Regions from separate parts of the Zea mays genome. Here region 1 is linked to region 2. Evidence: chromatin contacts called from public Hi-C data. All regions are on one chromosome and are shown on one strand. The core of a region is the stretch at or near the end of the contact, and the rest is flanking DNA. Distances in the headings are between cores, read along the strand shown. Region 1 holds the start of LOC100281675 (GTP-binding protein hflX). Region 2 holds the start of LOC103652812.

Evidence for each region. Hi-C and Micro-C count contacts between places; a contact is called where the count stands out from the background.
Region 1: a Hi-C map of ear shows a contact between it and region 2, with 2.0 times the contacts expected there. The contact joins the promoter of LOC100281675 here to the promoter of LOC103652812 in region 2. A contact is called at or near these places in 2 of 25 Hi-C or Micro-C datasets (ear and tassel).

Annotation. Positions count from the first base shown.
Region 1 is chr4:10,565,429-10,571,059 of Zm-B73-REFERENCE-NAM-5.0, forward strand. LOC100281675 (GTP-binding protein hflX) reads right to left here and starts at 2,529. Exons shown (of 13, transcript NM_001154595.2): 1 at 2,016-2,529; 2 at 1,601-1,743. The coding sequence starts at 2,402.
Region 2 is chr4:10,394,692-10,400,245 of Zm-B73-REFERENCE-NAM-5.0, forward strand. It overlaps LOC103652812, which reads left to right and starts at 2,518. Exons shown (of 2, transcript XM_020552456.2): 1 at 2,518-3,033; 2 at 5,362-5,554. The coding sequence starts at 2,590. The coding sequence ends at 5,541.

The DNA of each region.
Region 1 (5,631 bases), core at 1,279-3,778, 170 kb after region 2:
CTAAATAGTGCGCCCTTGCCGATGACGAGGGGAGTGCCTTCCCTACCGCCGCTGTCGTAGAATTGAAGTTCATCGCTAGCGGGACACGTACCATGCTCGCACTTGGAGATAGCGGCCCGGTGCCGCTGCTGATGGCCATCCGACAGGGCGAGGTCGCGCCCCCGTGTGCCGAGGTCAACCGTCACCAAGGCTGCCTCGAGCATATGCCGACGCATCTCCCGCACTCTCCGTCATGCAAGGAAGCCAGGAGCAGCAGCTTGTAGGCCCACAGCCGCCGACGTCTGGAGCCGTGCGGACAACGCCAGCTGGTGCTGCTCATGTTGCACTGCTGCCTTGATTTGCAGCAGCCCTTGCTCAACCTTCTGCAGCGTGGCTTGCATCTTTGCGAGATCAGCCCTTATGTTGGTCCACAAGTTCCCCATCGACGGAGCTGGTGATTGGCTGATTGCTGAGCCGTGGCTGCCCCTAGTGGCGTAGCTCATGGGGACGGAGACGCCGTCAACGAAGATGATGTGACGAAATTTGGCGTTGTCCCTATAGATGGGCACGCCGGCGTCTAGGATGTTGTGACAAAACTGGCAGGCGATGCTGCCCATGGAGATAGGGACGCCGGTTGCCAGGATGGCGTGACCAAGGTGGCATGCGGCGCAGCCCATGGAGATGGGAACGTCGGTTGCCAGGACGGCGTGACGAAGGTGACATGCGGCGCAGTCTATGGAGACGGGGACGCCGGTTGCCAGGATGACGCCGCGAAATTGGCAGCAGAAGCCATGGGATCAGATCGAAACTCAAGCTATCCGATACCAGATGTTATGGTCGCTAGATCGGTGAGGGGATGGAGAGGGTATCGATGGGCAGGAACGCCGGCCGGGGGCCTCTGCCCACGGTCGAGCAAGAGGAGAGTTTCTCCCTTCTAATTCTTGTCTGTTTTATTTCTCATTCATTGATTACATAAATAGGCCGGCTAGCCGCCCCTATCTAGCTAGAGATTCTATCTCCTTAAAACTCTTCTAAAAACTCTCAACAAACTACTAACTGATAAACTTCCTAGATAATCTCAACTAATCTCCTAAATAATCTTAACCAAACTTCTAATCTTATCTCTAACTATCTTTATCTAATCCCCTTGGAGGGCCCATGGTTGCTGCTGCCGCAGCCCCTCCGTGGGCCTCCTTAGGCCCTAACAGCTGCAGAGTACATTTTGAAAAACTGAACTAACAGTAGCATTTCATCTATCCAAGAAACCTTCCTAGATAATCTCAACTAATCTTCTAAATAATCTCAACCAAACTTCTAATCTTATTTCTAACTATCCTTATCTAATCCCCTTCGAGGGCCCATCGTTGCTGCTGCTGCAGTCCTCCGTGGGCCTTCTTAGGCCCTAACAGCTGCAGAGTACATTTTGAAAATCTGAACTAACAGTATCATTTCATCTATCCAAGTTGCCCGTGAAGTTTCTGTGGACCACGAATTAGATTGACCAGGCATCTCAGTTTTTCCGTGGTGTCCCATCTTATCTATGGTGAGAACGTGTAACCACGATTGCTAGTAGAGCACAGTGCAGGCTCAGTCGAGATGTTCCCGTCAAACAGAAGCTTACTTCTGATAGGTTGAGCCGACTACCAGAAGGCCCGCCGTATCAGCCAACTGCTCCAGCTCCTTAAGGGACTCCTCTATGCCGAACAGGTTCCCTCCTGTCCGTTTGCACTCAACACCAACCAGATAAGCCTTCTCTTGAAATATCTGCAGGTAGCCAGGTCCACAGGTTCAGAAATCAGACATGATGAAACTGGCAGGTAACACCAACTCACAGCTCTATTGTTCATGTCACGGCCCAAAATATCTAGCGGGGATGTAACAATCAAAAGTTCTCTCCGGTGAATTTGATGGATCGCTGCAGGTTATCATATTCTCCACACGCTGAGTAGAAACCGCCCAATCTGTCAAACAGGCCGGCGCCAAGCGGGCCTGTCGGAGCAACAAAAGCAAGCAGCTGAAGCTACGCAATCCGCTACCTCTTTGCCATTGATGAGCTTGAACCGGTCTTGCCCCGCCGCGGCTTCCTCCTCTTCCTGCCGCTGCCGCCTGCTCTTCACGAAAGCCCTCGTCGGCGGTCGCTGCTCCAGCTCCTCCATCTCCTCTGTTCCCACTTCATCGCCCTCAGCGATCCCTCCTCCATCCTCTACATCAACAGCGGTTTGGACGTCTTCGGTCTCCGCCGGCGCGGCCTCGAGCAGCCGCTCGTCGAGTGTCCGCCGGACCGGCCCACGGCGGCGAGTCGGGGAGCAGCGGAGGAGGGTGGTGGGGCTCCGGAGGCGGCGGCGTCTTGCGGAAGAGGGTGCGGAGGTCGACGGGAATGATAGGGAGACGGCGGCAGCGAACAGGCAGGCGGCGGCGCTCATGGCGCGGCGGGCGGAAAGCGAGTGAAGCGGTCAAGCGGAGGCTTCTGGGTGGTTTTGGTGAGCGCCAACGGCCGAGCGGATAGGCGAGGGAGGCGATGACGTCGACTGGTCCATTCAGTTCGATTGGTGACGTACTGATGTGGGACCGCTGTATTTGACAAGCTTTGGCGCGACATGACGTGGCATAAACATCTTCCCTGGTTGGCTGTTGGTAAATCTCGTCCGTCGCGATTTTATTGGTGAGTCCGGAAAGAAAAGATTCATCTCGACTAATTTTATCACTTTAACCTTTAAATGAGCTAACAGTATCTCCAACGATGTGACCTATAAAAAACATCATATAATTTAATATGAATATATTTTGTACAATTTAGGACACCAATAAAACACTTCGCTCCAACAGTAAAGCCTTAAATCCCTACTACTCTACAAGCACGGTTTGTAGACGTCCACACCGTGCGCCATAGTTCTGCCTCCCAACGCTCCCCTGGATCTCGGTCACGCTTTCGTCGCCACCATCATCGGCTACCTGCCCCTCAACATCCTCCACCTCTGCTCCCTGTCCAGGATCTTATCGTGCACGCCCTAGTCTGTCCCACCCCGACATCCTCCCCCACCATGCCCGTCGCAAATCATCGATGGAAGGTGAGCGGGGCGCGGTCGCGCCTAGCATGGCGCTATTAAAACGGGCCCTCCGCGCACGCCTCGCTCCATCAATGGATCCACCGCGCCATGGCCGCCACCAACATCCTCGCCCTCCGCGCCCGCCCCAATCCAATGATGAAAGCTGATCGGATATCGGGGGTGCTTCCCCACCACGCACGCCGATCTCCATCTATGGAAGGTAAGCAGTCCGCGGACCCCCCCTCCCCCCCCCCCCCCCCCCGCGACATCCTCTTCAAGGTGGTGCTCACCGGGGACTCCGCCTTTGGTAAGTCAAACCTGCTCATCAGATCCACAGATCCCGCACCAGGCTCAGACGACCATGGCGAGACCGTCGAGGTGGACACCGGGCCCAGATTGCGACCATCATGGAGCTGGATGAGGTCGTCGTTACCACCGGAGAGGATGACTGTTGGGGGCCTTCGTCCTCCGAAGGTCCTCAAAAGCGTGATGTAACAATATCTTTTAAGTGTGATATATGAACAGGTACCTTCGGACTCGGGCTACAAACATGAACGATGTAAAAAGCATGATCGTGACGAAGGTTGTGAGTTGCTCCGAAGCTACACGCAAGGGAGCTTCGGCTAAATGGTGGAAAAAGGAACCGACTTAAAGGGGAAAAGGCTATCTAGTCCTCATAGAATTGAATATAAGTCAATAATAAATGTAAAGGGCATGAATGTAATTTCTCACAGGCTGCGTCCTGTGCCTATAAATAGATGAACAGTACCCCCATACTATTCACGCTGACTTGTATTCGCTCGTGCGTCACACTTGGATTTTTGCCTTCTGTCAAGCCGAAGGTACAAATGTAATTAAGTATTGTTCTTATCTATTCATGGTTATATAACAAAGATGCCAATGATGTTTATGATTATTTATGTTATCTTTCATGTTTCATATGCTTTGTCTTTCATTAATATATACTGTGATGATGGAGGTACGTCCTTCATGACCTTCGTCTGAAGATCGTTATATCCTAAGGGAAATAATGCTTCGAAGGATGAAGGACATTAACATTTAATATTTTGTGTTGCCTTGTTCTTAACTCATAGCATTTTAGAACAAGTCCCCAACAATGACGATGCAGTGCTAAAAGGGAAATAGGGTTAACCTTTTCTCACAATTAATTTTGGTGGTTGAATGACCAACGCAAACACATGGACTAACTAGTTTGCCAAGTATTCATGTATTACAGGTGCATAAACACTACAGGAAACGCCTAAATTTTCATGGGCCAAAAACCCACGAAAAAAAGCTTAAACCGACGAAAATAGATTATTTTCGTCGGCATACCGACGAAAATAGCCGCCGAAAATATGTTAGACGAAAATAAGCAACTATTTTCGTCGGCACCGACGAAAATAACATATTTTCGTCGGTTTGTCCAAGGCCGACGAAAATACACAGGCTATTTACGTGGGCCTCTTGGGCCGACGAAAATACAACAGCCATTTTCGTGGGCCTCTGTGGCCGACGAAAATACAGCAGCTACAGCAGCTATTTTCATGGGCCTCTTTGGCCGACGAAAATAGCTGTTGTATTTTCGTCGGCCTCCGAACAGGCCGACGAAAATTAATGATACCCCCCCAAAACAGATTTTTCTGCACCTTTTAATTCACAGCAAAATACACATAATCCACAATGACATATACAGATTTCACAAGCAATACAGATTTCACAAACCACATTCACAAGCAATACCATAATTGTTTCAAACATAGTCCATACATAGTTCATACAGTTCATACAGTTTCAATACCATAATCACATCTATAATAAAGTGTATACATAGTCCATACATAGTCTATAATCAAACTCACTCCTGCGGGCTGTGGGAGTTTTGGCCACTCCCTCCTCCGCCACCAGGAAGGTGGCCACTCCCTCCAGAACCATGGACGAGGAAGCCTTGGACGTTGGCAGCACCCTCCGATCCCTGAGCATTTGACACTGAACCCTGCAATTCATCAAGCATTCAAATAAGGTTGTGTATTGCTATCCCTAATGTTTGGTCACGATTTGCATAAAATTAAACATGGAACGTCACCTGTGATCCTGCATGCATCCACGGGTACTGTTGTGCTGGCCACCCCAGAGGTGGTGGCACCCACCCCGTCGGTGGCGGTGGCATCCACGCTTGAAATGGCTGAGAGCCCGCCGGTGGCTGGAAGACCGGTGGCACCCATCCCCGGACTGGCTGCGATCCTTGGGGTGGTGGAGGCGTCCAAGTGCCTGGAGGTGCCTGCGTCCACCCAACACCGGTCCCGGGTGGCTGCGACGCTGGAGCTTGTCCTGGCCACTGTCCCCATCCTTGTGCCTGCGAGCCATTTTTGATAATAAAAAAGAGTTGCTATGGAATTGAAGTGTTCAGATAGTGTTACCTGGGGAGGGCGAAAAGCGGGCAAGTTCATATCAGGGCCGAGTTTAGTAGTCATTTCCTGCAAATGGATGCAACGTTAGAATCGCAACATTATACTTTGAATTCAATGACAACACGTGATGAGATAGACGAATTACCTGAAAATAAGAAGCCATATATTGCGTCAGCTGCCCAACCTGCTCCTGC
Region 2 (5,554 bases), core at 1,268-3,767:
AAGCAACAAGAAAAACATAAGATCACACTCTCTCAAGACTTTCCAAGTCACAAATCACTAACGATAACTAGTCACAATTATGGCACTTGGAGAAGCTTGGGAGCTTTCAATGTGTCTTGGGATGAAGTGCTTGCTCTTGTATTGTATGAGGATGAATGGAATGCTGGATGGAGTGAATGGAGGTGGTTGGGGTTATATTTATAGCCACCAACCACTTCCTAGCCATTGCCCACTTTCTGCCAACCACGGACGGTCCGCGCTCCTAGCCCGGACGATCCGCTCCTACACACATCAACGACTGAAATCACAACGGTCAGCAGTAATGGCTATATCAACAGCTATAAGTGCATTAAATGTGTCGTCAAATGTTAGATAAAGCAGTTGCGCACGGTCTGGGCGTGCACCCCAGATGGTCTGTGGGGATGCTAAAATGAATTTTACTGAATCTAGCACTTTCAGGTTTATCTAGATTCCAATGGGTGGACGGTCTGTGCCTAAGGTCCGAACGCTCCGCGCTTGGTCTCGGACGCTACTCTTCTCTCCTTCGAACAGTCCGTGGTAGAAGTCTTGAGATTTGCATAGTTCCTATTTGAGGCTCACTGAGGTGTCGCGGACAGTCCGCCAGAAGAGCCCGGACGATACGCGCATAGGTGAATTCTCCAAAAAGCTCTCCTGTTTAGAATAATCTACGGTATTCCGGACAGTCGATTTAGAATTGAGATGGTTGGACTTATGCACCTGAGAATCAATCAACTAGGCAAACTGGTTAGTCCATTAGGTTGTAATGGTCATCAATAATCAAAATCAATTTAGAGAAAATGGTAAAGGTCATTTCCCTTTCAATATCCCCATTTTTAGTGATTGATGCCAACACAAACCAAAGCAAGTATAAAGTGCAGAAATGTAATTAGTTTGCAATTTTGACAAGAGTGCATAAATTACTGAAGTGAAATCAGTTCTAAGTACATATGAATGTTTTGATATAGTTAAAATTTTGGACCACATTTGCACCACTTAGCTTGTTTTTTTGCAAATCTTTTGGAAAAGTCTTTTCAAATTATTTTGCAATTGTCCTGAGGTATAAGAATAGAATTTTTCAAAAAAACATTTTCAATTTTGGAAGATGCTCCCCCTTTTTCAAAATACTTCTCCTTTGGCCAAATAAAAGGTCCCCCTGAAATCATTCTCCCCTTTGGAATAAATACTTTTTCTCCTCTTAGCTGTTAAGAGGGTTTTTGCAAATGTAGTGGTAACAATTTGGAAGATAAAAAGTTTTCAGAAAACAGTGGTGGCCAAATAAAAAGTTTGCAAATGTAGTAGCAACTTACAACCATGGTTATGAATACTCAACTAACTAATAAGAGAGACACATTCGAGTGGTCTCTACATCAGCATGGTCGGTTCATGGTTTGGTCAATGTATCCAACTCTTATAATGCCGCATATTACACCTAGAAGACATCCTATATAGAAACTTAGGATTCCTCTAAAGATAAAGGTTTTTATATGGTATCTTATCAAGAACATAGTCCTTACCAAAGACAACCTAGCAAAAAAAGCAATGGAAAGGAAGTTTAAAGTGTGTTGCATGTATTTTAGATGAATTCATTCAACACCTTTTTTATTGCTATATTGCTAGATGTGTATGGCTGTGTGTTCATGTCTCCTTTAATATCTTACCACCTAGAAGCATACAACATATGTTTGGAAGGTGGATGGAAGGGGTAGATGGGAACCTTAGGAACAAGATTTGGTTCGGAACTTGTGTCTTTTACTGGACAATTTGGTTATGTAGAAATGATATTATTTTTAACAGTGCACAAGTGCCTACTCCTTTGCATGTAGTCTTCAGAAGAACGTACCGGATGAGGGAGTGGGCAATAATGCTAAAGGGAGAAGACAAACCACAAATAAAACTGGATGTCGTCTGCTTGAAACGACCATGATGCAGATTTTCGCTTCCAATGGATGGAACTTTTCTAGCAGGATCACATTTTAGTAGCTTGTGTTTTGTCTCTGCCTTGGATTAACATGTTATGTTTGTGCTGTTGGGACTTGGGATTATCCTTGTTATGTTGCTGCTGTTGGGACTACCTTTCTTAGTCGATATATGTTAGACAACTTCATGCGGCGGAATTATATATTCCCTTTTTCTAAAAAAGAACTTGTTGAAGAAACCCGGCGCGGGATTTGAACTTTACTCTTGCAAATAATTAAACAAAGGTGGTTAGGCGGGAAAATGAAGGCTCAAAAGCTCCATCGAACCGTGAGAAGACGCGGGCTACAGAAGGAAACCTGGAAGCCCAATCCAATCAACACTGCTAAACAAGTACGTACCCGAGCCCATAAGATATTGAGGCCTGTAACAGACCCGAAGTGAGATGTGGGCCAATGTCCTCCTCTTGAATGTCTGGGCTTTGCTGCGCCACTAACAGATGGCCCAACATCAGTCACTTACGGCCCTTGTGCCAGTGACTTCTGCAACAACAAAAAAAACTAAAACAAAATGGCCGTGCGCCTCACATCTTCCCTCCGCCAGTCCGTTGACACCCCCCCCCCCCCCCCCCCCCCCCTCGGCCATCCACCGGAGATGGGCGCCGCCGGCAAGCCTCCTCCCCTCGTCTGCTTCAAATGGCCGTGGGGCCCTAATCCTATCCCATCGGCGAGCTCCAGCCCCAGCCCCTGCGGCGACCTCGAGCTCCCCTGGCTCTTCAAGTCCATCCGCACCCTCGCGCAGGGCCTCCTCATCGCCGGCGACATCCCCTCCCCCGCCTCTTCTCCCAGCGGAGGAGTAAGGGGCGTTCAGAGGCGCACGGGTGCCGCGGTGGTGGAGGTGGACCGCGGGGACGCTGAACAGCGCGCCCTGGCGGCATCGCTCGCGAGCGGGAGGCCCGCCACGGTGCTGGAGTTCTACTCCCCGCGCTGCCGCCTGTGCGCCTCTTTGCAGGGCCTCGTTCGCGAGCTCCAAGACGGTGCCAGTGGCTCCGCCAGTTTCGTGCTCGCTGACGCCGAGGACGACCGGTGGCTCCCCGAGGTATGTCGCCCCTTGCCATCTTCTGGGAAAATTCAGACAATTTGTCAGATTTGTGATGCCGATTTGGGTGCTCTGTTCTCTACAGAGGAAAGATAAACCTTTGCAATAGTGATTTAGCCACATAGGTCTTCTTCTGTTAATTGCCTTTGCTATGGTAATTTAGCCATATTGGTCATGTTCTGATCAATTTATGATGACTAGATGCTATGTTGCACTTTGATGATGAGAAATTGATGATTAGAAAATCAGTAGGTTCCATGGTAAATGATCCTCCCCTTTTCTTTTAAGGGGTGTTTGGATCCCTCCATTTTAAAGAAATTGGAATCTACTTGATAAAGTATGCTATTTGTTTGGAATTTGACATTTTACCACTTTCCAAAGTTTAGATATAAGACTCAAATTCATAGGATGAGAGAGTTGAAATTGATTTTATATATCACTAGTCTATGTTTCTACTCTGCAACTTATAACACGCTCTTCAACTTAGTCCCCTATGATAGAAATGTAGCACATAAATATCTCTCTCATATGGTTAGCAATAATATACAAATACTTTCTATAAAAATCATATTAGCTTAATTGATTTATGTCTAAATCACGATTATTAGAATGAAATTGAATTCCAAGGATCCAAACGAGGCGCAAGGTTATCATGTTTCATTTGTCTTATTTACCTCGTACAGTGTCAGTTTGAAAACTTAAGTTCGGTCATCACACCATTTAGACCAAACATTGCATTCAGTTATGTGACTTGCGCAGCTTGAGGGACAATGCCATGAAAATGGAAAAAAAATTTGGTGCAGGTCATCTACAAACAAGAATGTTTGCAGTCCCTCACAAAAAGGAAGATAGACCCACCCATAGCAGCAATAACACAACTAAAACATTATCTGATGGACCTACAGGTAAGGTCTATATTCTTTTTTGTGGGGGGCTGCAAACATTCTGGTCTGCATCTGGTCTGCACCAAATTTTTTTCCCATGAAAATACCCAGGCGTTTGTTTTGATTCTTGGACATTGTGAAGATTGTCACCTTAGTATTTAATTACTTTGCACAACAATGAAAGGGTGAGAAGGAGCTTCATACGGTATATATGCTATCACTCTTATTACTTAGTTCCACGAGTAGATATGATTTCTAAAGGTTTGCCAGACCAACGCCAACGGTGGTGACATCAAGTGGGCATTGGTTCCACATTAGTATGACTGGTTGAAGATATGTGAATATGTCAGATGGTTGAACATTCATCCTTGGTGATGGAAGCAGTGATTTGTTGAATTGCATCATGCCTGGCCATCAAGGGTGTTAAGTTACAACCAGGGACTTCGGTGCGATATCTACTTTCTTCACCAGTTCACTAATGGAGCATTATATCAGTTGTTGCTGATGCATACGGTTTACTTAACTGTTCAAGTAATTAATTGATTATGATACAGTCGTCAATTGGTGTCCATGCATAAGTACTTCCTCTGTTCTCAAATTATTGTTTACTTTGTCTTTGTCCTAAGTCAAACTATTTTACTCTGACTAAGTTTATAGAAAAATGTACTAACATCTACAACATCAAATTAGTTTCATTAAATTATTCATGAAATATATTTTGATATAACTCTTATTCGAAATTGTAGGTGTTGATACATTTTTCGAAAAAAAAAAACTGTCAAAGCTAGTGAAATTTGGCTTAATACAAAGCCAAAGTAAATTATGATTCAGAGTAGAATGAGTACTATCGTTTTTAATTGGCCAATAGGTTAGTTTACATTTTAGAAGAAGAATGTGAATAGAGAGCTCAACATAGGTTTACTTGAGGGTTGATGGAAAACCTGCTCTGACAATTTTGCATGTGTACGGATATGTGATAGTTCTGGTGGGGCTGCTAGTTTTTTAAAACATGGACTTGTGCGACTGTGTATTAACTGTGCACGTAAGCTATAGGCTGATATCTCTTCCTTTTACAGGTATTGGCAAATGCCAAGTTTAAAATTACGAAATTTCCCATTCGGATGAGCTGAGGCAGTTAGAATTTATATTATCGCGTTAAGGTGCTGAAGCGACCACAGGTTTCAGCATCATAATAGTTCTTGATGATTGAAGCTAATCCACATAGAACAACCAATAAGCACTGTGGGTTGTGCTTCTGCTGCCATAAAATGACAGTCCTTGTTTACCAGCCTAGTTTGGATTATGACCTTATTATTTCTTGAATGTACATCTGCAACTCTGCACCGGAGCATCATACCACTGCTCCAAGCATATATCATTTATGTAAAAACTGAAATGAAAATTCAATATTCTGACAGTCAATTTGTTTTTTAACCGCTTGCAGCTTCTGCATTATGATATCAGATACGTCCCTTGCTTCGTGCTCCTGGACAAGCACGGTAGAGCTCTAGCGAAGACTGGAGTACCAACCAGCCGGCAGCACGTTGTCGCCGGTCTCCATCACCTCCTGAGGATGCAGCAGCCATCCGGACTGGAAGGAAACCAGAATGCGCCTCCGTCATGAAGCCCAAATACCT